Regions from separate parts of the Gossypium arboreum genome. Here region 2 is linked to region 1. The links are chromatin contacts, called in public Hi-C maps. All regions are on one chromosome and are shown on one strand. The core of a region is the stretch at or near the end of the contact, and the rest is flanking DNA. Distances in the headings are between cores, read along the strand shown. Region 1 overlaps LOC108473865 (dicer-like protein 4). Region 2 holds the start of LOC108472491 (60S ribosomal protein L39-3-like).

Region 1 (3,612 bases), core at 936-3,435:
CCAAAGAATCACATCTTAGAGCCGTATATCAAATTCTACAGTACTTAAAAGGCACGCCGGCAAAGGAATCCTATTTAAAAAGGGGGAGAATTTAACCTTTGAAGCCTATACTGATGCAGATTATGCAGGATCTATGGTTGATAGAATATCAACCTCGGGCTATTGTACTTTCCTAGGAGGCAACCTTGTAACTTGGAGGAGTAAAAAACAAAATGTTGTGGCTAGATCTAGTGCAGAAGCTGAATTTAAGGCGATGGCTCTTGGAGTTTGTAAGTTGTTATGGCTAAAAATTATTTTGAAAGATTTGAAGATCAAGTGGGAAGGTCCAATGAAATTGTATTGCGATAATAAGTCTACTATCAATATTACACATAATCCAGTTCAACATGATCGAACGAAGCACGTTAAGGTTGACAGACATTTTATAAAGGAAAAACTGGACTATGGCTTAATTTGCACTCCATTTGTGTCCGCTAATAGTCAACTAGCAGACATACTTACGAAAGGATTGTCTGGGAAGTTGTTTCAGAAATTAGTAAGCAAGTGAGAATGGATGATATCTACTTCCCGACTTGAGGGGAGTGTCGATCTCGTTTTCTAATTAAGGAATATTTGAGTGTATCAAATAGGATTCTATAAATATTTCATCCCTAACTTTAAAATTTGTTTTTAGGTACAAGCATCCCTAGAATTAGTCTCATTTCCTAGTGTAAAGTTTCCTAAGTTAGGCTCACTATGTGTATAAATATTTATATAATTTCTTGTGAAAATATAATCGAAATAGACTGTTTTTAACACAAACAATTACCCCAAATGAACACATAGAAACTGGATATTCCTTTGATGTAAGTAAAATCTAAACCTCGCCCGTCTGCGGCTCCACCATTTCACCCGAATGTCTCGCTACTTTCATCTTCAAACCCGCTAAAACCTCTACAGCCGCAATCTCAAACTCATAGTACTAAATTGCGGTTGCAATGTCTATCGCGATTGCGATTATTATTCTTGATTTGAGATGATGCGGACTCTTGTAAAATATTATATTTACATATTTTGTAACTATATTTTAGTATTCTAATATTAATATACTCTTTTATATGTTTTATTTTAAAACTAAAATATAATTTTATAGATAAAAATTCATTAAAAATAAATATGGATTATACAAATATTATCATATTAACTGAATGATAATAACAACCATAATTTTAATGAGTAAAATATAAATAGTCTCATTAGAAAAAGAATATAATATTCTCATATTCTAACACGAAAAAGTTTATTTTACATAATTTAAAAAATACATAAATACAAATATAAAAACTTCATTTCTTACAATTCTGTGAAAAAGTTTTCATCACTGCCTTGGTTTTGATCGCTTCTCACTCCATGTGAAAAAGGCATCACATTGTGTGCACCATAAGATGTATCATTCATAAAAAAAATGTGGTATAGTAAATGGTAACCAATAAGTCCGTAACTTGAATTTTGTTGAAAGTGAGATGGATAATCTGCATTAAGAATAAAGCTTTACCTGATAATCACTGCTAAAAAAAAGGTGATAATAGGCATGCAATTTGTTGATTTAATGTAAGTATAATGTTAGAAGTTTGTTAAATATTCCAATGATCAAACCATTTTTATAATATTCCAAGGATCAAATAAGAATGTTTCATAAGTTAAATATTTATTATTATTTAAGATTATTTTTTCTTTTTTGCTAAGTCTAAAAATATTTGAGTGATTTTTCTATGTGATTTTATATTTCGGATAATTTGAAAATTTATTACGGTGTTAGTAACAGCTTCAAACTGCAAAAGTCGTTATGCGATTCCCTTATTGCCTTGCGCCAATATTGAGTCGTGGAGACCTTTAAAACTGTTACAATGGTGCCGTTACACTATATTGCAGCTCGCAATTTAATACCATGCTCAAACTAAAACGGTTATTAATAACTAAAAATAATAAGCAATAGAATATGTTTTGATAGAATTGATATTAATACTTGCAAGAGTGTTTTACCAGAGGCAGATAGTCGGAGGGAGAGGATCGAAGGAGGGAAGGGAGATCGGAATAGAAGGAGAGAAGGTCTTCAAGATTGACCACTAGGAATTTAGGGTTATCCACGAGGCTTTCTCTGTGAGGGAACACGTTCTTCTCCTTCTCGAAGTTTCTGATGAACTCCTTGAATTTAGGGAGCACGGAATGGCGACTCGAAGTGGCCGATGCGGTGGCACTTCCGCTTCCGAGGAGGCATCTGTGAACTGCGCCTGGTTGCTGTAGTACACCCCTCCTTCGTCCCATCCCGACATTTTTTTCTACTACGATTATCTTTTATTTTCACTCTCTCTGAAATGAAGAAGCGAAATCGCTCCTTCTGAGACGTTTCCTTTTCCTTGATGTTTAATTATCATTTGGGCTCTTTCGGCGGGAAGGTGATGGAGTTTTGGCGGGGAAATGGCTCACACGTGCGAAAAACTCGCGTGACTAAAGATTGGATCTGGATTAACCGGTTCGCTGAATAAAATTAGATGGTGCCCATCAAAGAATTGCATGGCCGAAATGTTTCTCTTTGTTCTTATTTCTCCTCGATATTAGCTCATTCTTAAAATGAGATTATTTTCGTCTTTATTTTTTACTCAAGTAATATTCATTTTCAATGTGATTTTTATTAAATTAATTTTTTCCCATATCAGCAGTTATCATTCTATGTTAGAATCATGTTAGATTTGAGATGCCACCATTGAGAACGACACTGGCGAAGCTGATAATTTTGCATCAAAATATATTTTTATATTAGATTGTATAATGTTTCTTTTTTTTTTTTTAATTTGTAGATGTGTGATTGAAATCGATACATTAAAATTTTAACTTTTAGATTATCGAAGTTTTGTCTAATAAACCAAACAAGTTTTGTCCACGTGTCTTAAAATGCATATTATCCAAATTTCTTTGTCCGAGTTTGTTTTAGTTAACAAACGCCCAAGAAAAGGAAAAAGAAAAAAAGACAACATCAAATTTTGATATTGTTCGAGTTTAGTTAACAGCCATCAATATAGACATCATCAAACATATTTGAGTTTGAAATCTAAATTCGATCATCTTATTGTCTCAATTGAATAGCTTTAATCCTCTATCTCGAGCTTAATAAATTTAATCTTTACACTTTCATGACACAGCACCAGATACATGGATTGAATTAAATTGGGTTCCCTGTTGGATACATGGACATACCAAAAATGCCACGTTAACAAGTTCGAAGCAAAATTTTAATTTTGTTGTTAAATCATCTTTATTCGATTTTTAGAGAAAATGCAGGTTTTAAGTTCATTAAATAGGGGATGAAGAGAGAGATTAGAGCCATTGAACTGAGGTAGCAAAATGACTAAATTCAAACCTTGATCTCCATTATGTCTAGCAATGAGGTTCAGTCGGTTAAGTTGACTTATTGTAAGTATCCTTCATGTTTTAAATACCAGAGCGCACCTTCCGCTGCATGCTCGGCTGCTGCCTTCTTTGTGGTCCGAGGACTGCTGAAGCACTCCAATATCATATCTGGAGCTTCTTCGATTTCAACTATTACCCTGTAAGTGAATCTGCAAAAGATTTTGA
Region 2 (3,144 bases), core at 566-3,065, 44 kb before region 1:
CCTGTAATATTAATTATAATATTGATAAATCCCAGGAGATATGTTCAATAATTCAATCAAAGAACGAATCAGATTTATATTGCCATCGATTGATTTAGACTGTATCCTAAGAAGCTTCCTAGCCTAAAAAAGGATAAGATTTAACAGAAGATGATTAAAAAATAGTTAATGCACAATTCATCAATTTAACGTATTCTCTTTTCCCACGGTTTCTGAGAAGCTAATCTGAGTGGAGCAGTCGTCATTCACACACCGACAAACCAAAATAAAATAAAAGAGAGTAAATAACAATGACTACTGTTAAGAAATAATCGGGTATTGTACGATTTTCGCTTAAATTCTTTTACTTTCATTGATCTTTTTCCCGCGCTTTCTCGGTTACCAAACAATAAAACACATAAAAATCACTTTTTTTAAGGGAAAAAATAAAATAAGAAAAGGAGAGGGATGTACCAGAACGACCGTCGGATGATGTGACGGATGAGGAATTGGGTGGGGCAGATTTTCGCTTAGATGCGCGAGGAGGCATTGGTGACAAAAGAGATCGGACTGAAGCCAATGATGGAACAACCACACCCACTCGATTTGATGGCCAATGACCAATTGACTGAAGCGGAAAAAGAAACCCAGAACCCTAGATCCAATGATATTTAGAGAGAGGCAGCGAGACTGTACTAACACAACAGACTAACACAAGATAGAGATAGAGATATAATTGGAGTAGCTTTTGAGATAGAAAGATATTAATAAGTAGTAGTTAAGATCGAAATAGAGAGACTTTTGCATGCGCCACGCGACTATCCGCTGCGAGTGGAGGTTAAGTTTTTGAACTTCGGAGAAAGGAAATTACTATTTGTAATTAGAATGTTTTTTATTAAATACTAATTAGGCTGTATATTTAATGGAGTGATAAATTATTTTATAGATATAACTATCTAATTAAAAAATATACATAAATAAATAATTTAAATTTTATAAAAAATAAAAAATAACACAGAATACATGAAAATGTGACGCGGACTTTTGTACGCCACGCGAGTTTTGCTACATGCAATAAGTCATGTTCAATTTTTCTTTTATAATTGAGAGTGAAGAATCATATTTTCTACATTAATAAATATTTAATTTTATTTCATTAAAAAGATAAATTATCCCTTTATAAAAATAAAATATTCAAATAAATATATTTATCTTTCGTCCAAAACTGTAGAAAAAATAATACAAAATATCATATTAATAAGATTAAAATTAAATAATAATTAATTTTAAAAAAATAATATTTACTTTTATCAAACAACTATATTCAATACATATATTTATTAATTTACCAAACAAATTTTCAATAAAAATTCAAAACATATAAAATTTAATAAGTAAAAATTTAATAATTAATTTTTCTGCACCTAAATTTTCAATTTAAATTAATATTTTTCAAATAATTACTTTTAAATTATTAAACATTGAATTAAATGAGTAACTCAGCCTTTAAATTACTCTACCCTTAACAACGAAAATTGATTTTTTTAATTTTTAATCTACCATTGATCTTCAGCCTTTAAATTAGTGTATAATTTTATTCCACAACTAGGTCTCAAATAAAAATAATGTATATTTTTAAAAGAGTTATTAAATGAATACGTATATAAATTTTCTTGAATTAATAAAAAGATGAAAATAAAATTCAAAATTAAGAAAAACTAAAAATGAAAATTGGAGAAGGCCCAAACGATGAAAAGAAGTGATCCACTGGAGCTCAAATCCCAGAATCATTTGGTCCAAAAGTAAAAAAAAAGTCAACATTCCCAAAGTCATAGTCCACGTATGGCCCAACAAGGTAAACCCTAGAAATCCCAGATTCAGTGCAAATTTGGTAGGTTTTTCACGCTTCCTGTTTTAAAAGCTTCACCCAGCAGCTTGAGAACCTTAGTGCCGCATCCCTCTCAACAGCTGAAGTGCCGAAAATGGTAATCGCGCTCCCCCTACCTTCCTTTCTTCCTTACGTTAGAAAATAGTTGTGCTATTCATTTTTAAGCTTTAATTGCTGTGGTTCTTGCTTTCATTTTCCCCTTGCAAAAATGTTTGGTTATAAAAATATATGTATGTGCAAAGAACAGTTGAGTCTTAATTTTGAAAGGTTTAATTTGACAGCCTTCGCACAAGACCTTCATGATCAAGAAGAAGCTGGCCAAGAAGATGAGGCAAAACAGGCCCATTCCTTACTGGATCCGAATGCGCACCGACAACACCATTAGGTCTATATTTGCTTCATTTTTTTTGCTCAAACATGCTTACAAGTTTATGTTTTTGTCTCACTTTTAAGGTTTATTCAGATTATTTATTGATTTTTTTTTTTCAAATTTTTGTTCTTTGATTGAAGGTACAATGCTAAGCGTAGGCACTGGCGCCGTACCAAGCTAGGGTTCTAAGTTCGATGGGCTTATTTGTTTCCAGTATTTTCTTTAAGTTTTCTAAGTTTATTTTCGGAATTATTTTATTTGGGATTTAATATTGGGAACCATCGAGAATCTTTGTATTAGAGATTTTGATGAGATTGTTAGTTTCTTCGTTTTAGTTTGATTTTATATTATCTCATCTTAATTTGAGTGCATGGTGTTGAATTTTCCTTTGGTAATTGCTTTAATTTACCTTATATGTTAAACAATTCTCACCTGCATGATTGCTATATGCTTGAGGGTGGCTTTATCAAAATTTTTACTTTATTTTAACTGAACCATTGTGGTATTATGAACTAATGCTCTTGAAATGGTTAGGTAATATGGTTTTTCTTTAAGGCAGAATTTTGAGTGGCATGCCTTGTTGTATTGAGTTCTGGAGGGCAATGTTGATCATATCACATGCTAGCTAAAAAATCTGTTGGTGGTAAGATTAACTATTAGAGACAATATATAGGGTAAACTTGTAATGACCTGACCCAGCCTACTGAGCTGTGTTGTGAGATGCAAACCAAAATTGTCCTTTTTGGCGCCCACAGCTCTCTTGGGGAGTTTGAGGATTTGTAAGCGAATATGAAGGTAATAAAACCTTGAGGGATTCGTGGGTACCAAAACAGGATAATTTTGGTTTTTGTCTCATGATGTGGTTAAGCGGGTTGGGTCTGGTCATGAAAAGACACAAGACTTCAGT

Evidence for each region. Hi-C and Micro-C count contacts between places; a contact is called where the count stands out from the background.
Region 2: a Hi-C map of leaf shows a contact between it and region 1, with 3 times the contacts expected there. The contact joins the promoter of LOC108472491 here to the enhancer-like site in region 1. A contact is called at or near these places in 2 of 5 Hi-C or Micro-C datasets (both in leaf).

The regions. Positions count from the first base shown.
Region 1 is chr5:3,293,459-3,297,070 of ASM2569848v2, reverse strand. LOC108473865 (dicer-like protein 4) reads right to left here. Exons shown (of 25, transcript XM_017775661.2): 25 at 3,075-3,596. The coding sequence ends at 3,446. Among protein-coding and RNA genes, the nearest start is that of LOC108471497, 6.0 kb to the left of the region's middle. Within about 2 kb of position 2,185, at least 2 of the 2 cell types and tissues checked have an H3K27ac peak or open chromatin away from gene starts, as enhancers often do. A contact at or near this core is called in leaf, where this site is marked.
Region 2 is chr5:3,337,997-3,341,140 of ASM2569848v2, reverse strand. LOC108472491 (60S ribosomal protein L39-3-like) reads left to right here and starts at 1,815. Exons shown (of 3, transcript XM_017774028.2): 1 at 1,815-1,964; 2 at 2,149-2,252; 3 at 2,378-2,603. The coding sequence starts at 1,962. The coding sequence ends at 2,426. It overlaps LOC108470891, which reads right to left and starts at 846. Exons shown (of 10, transcript XM_017772401.2): 1 at 454-846. The coding sequence starts at 529.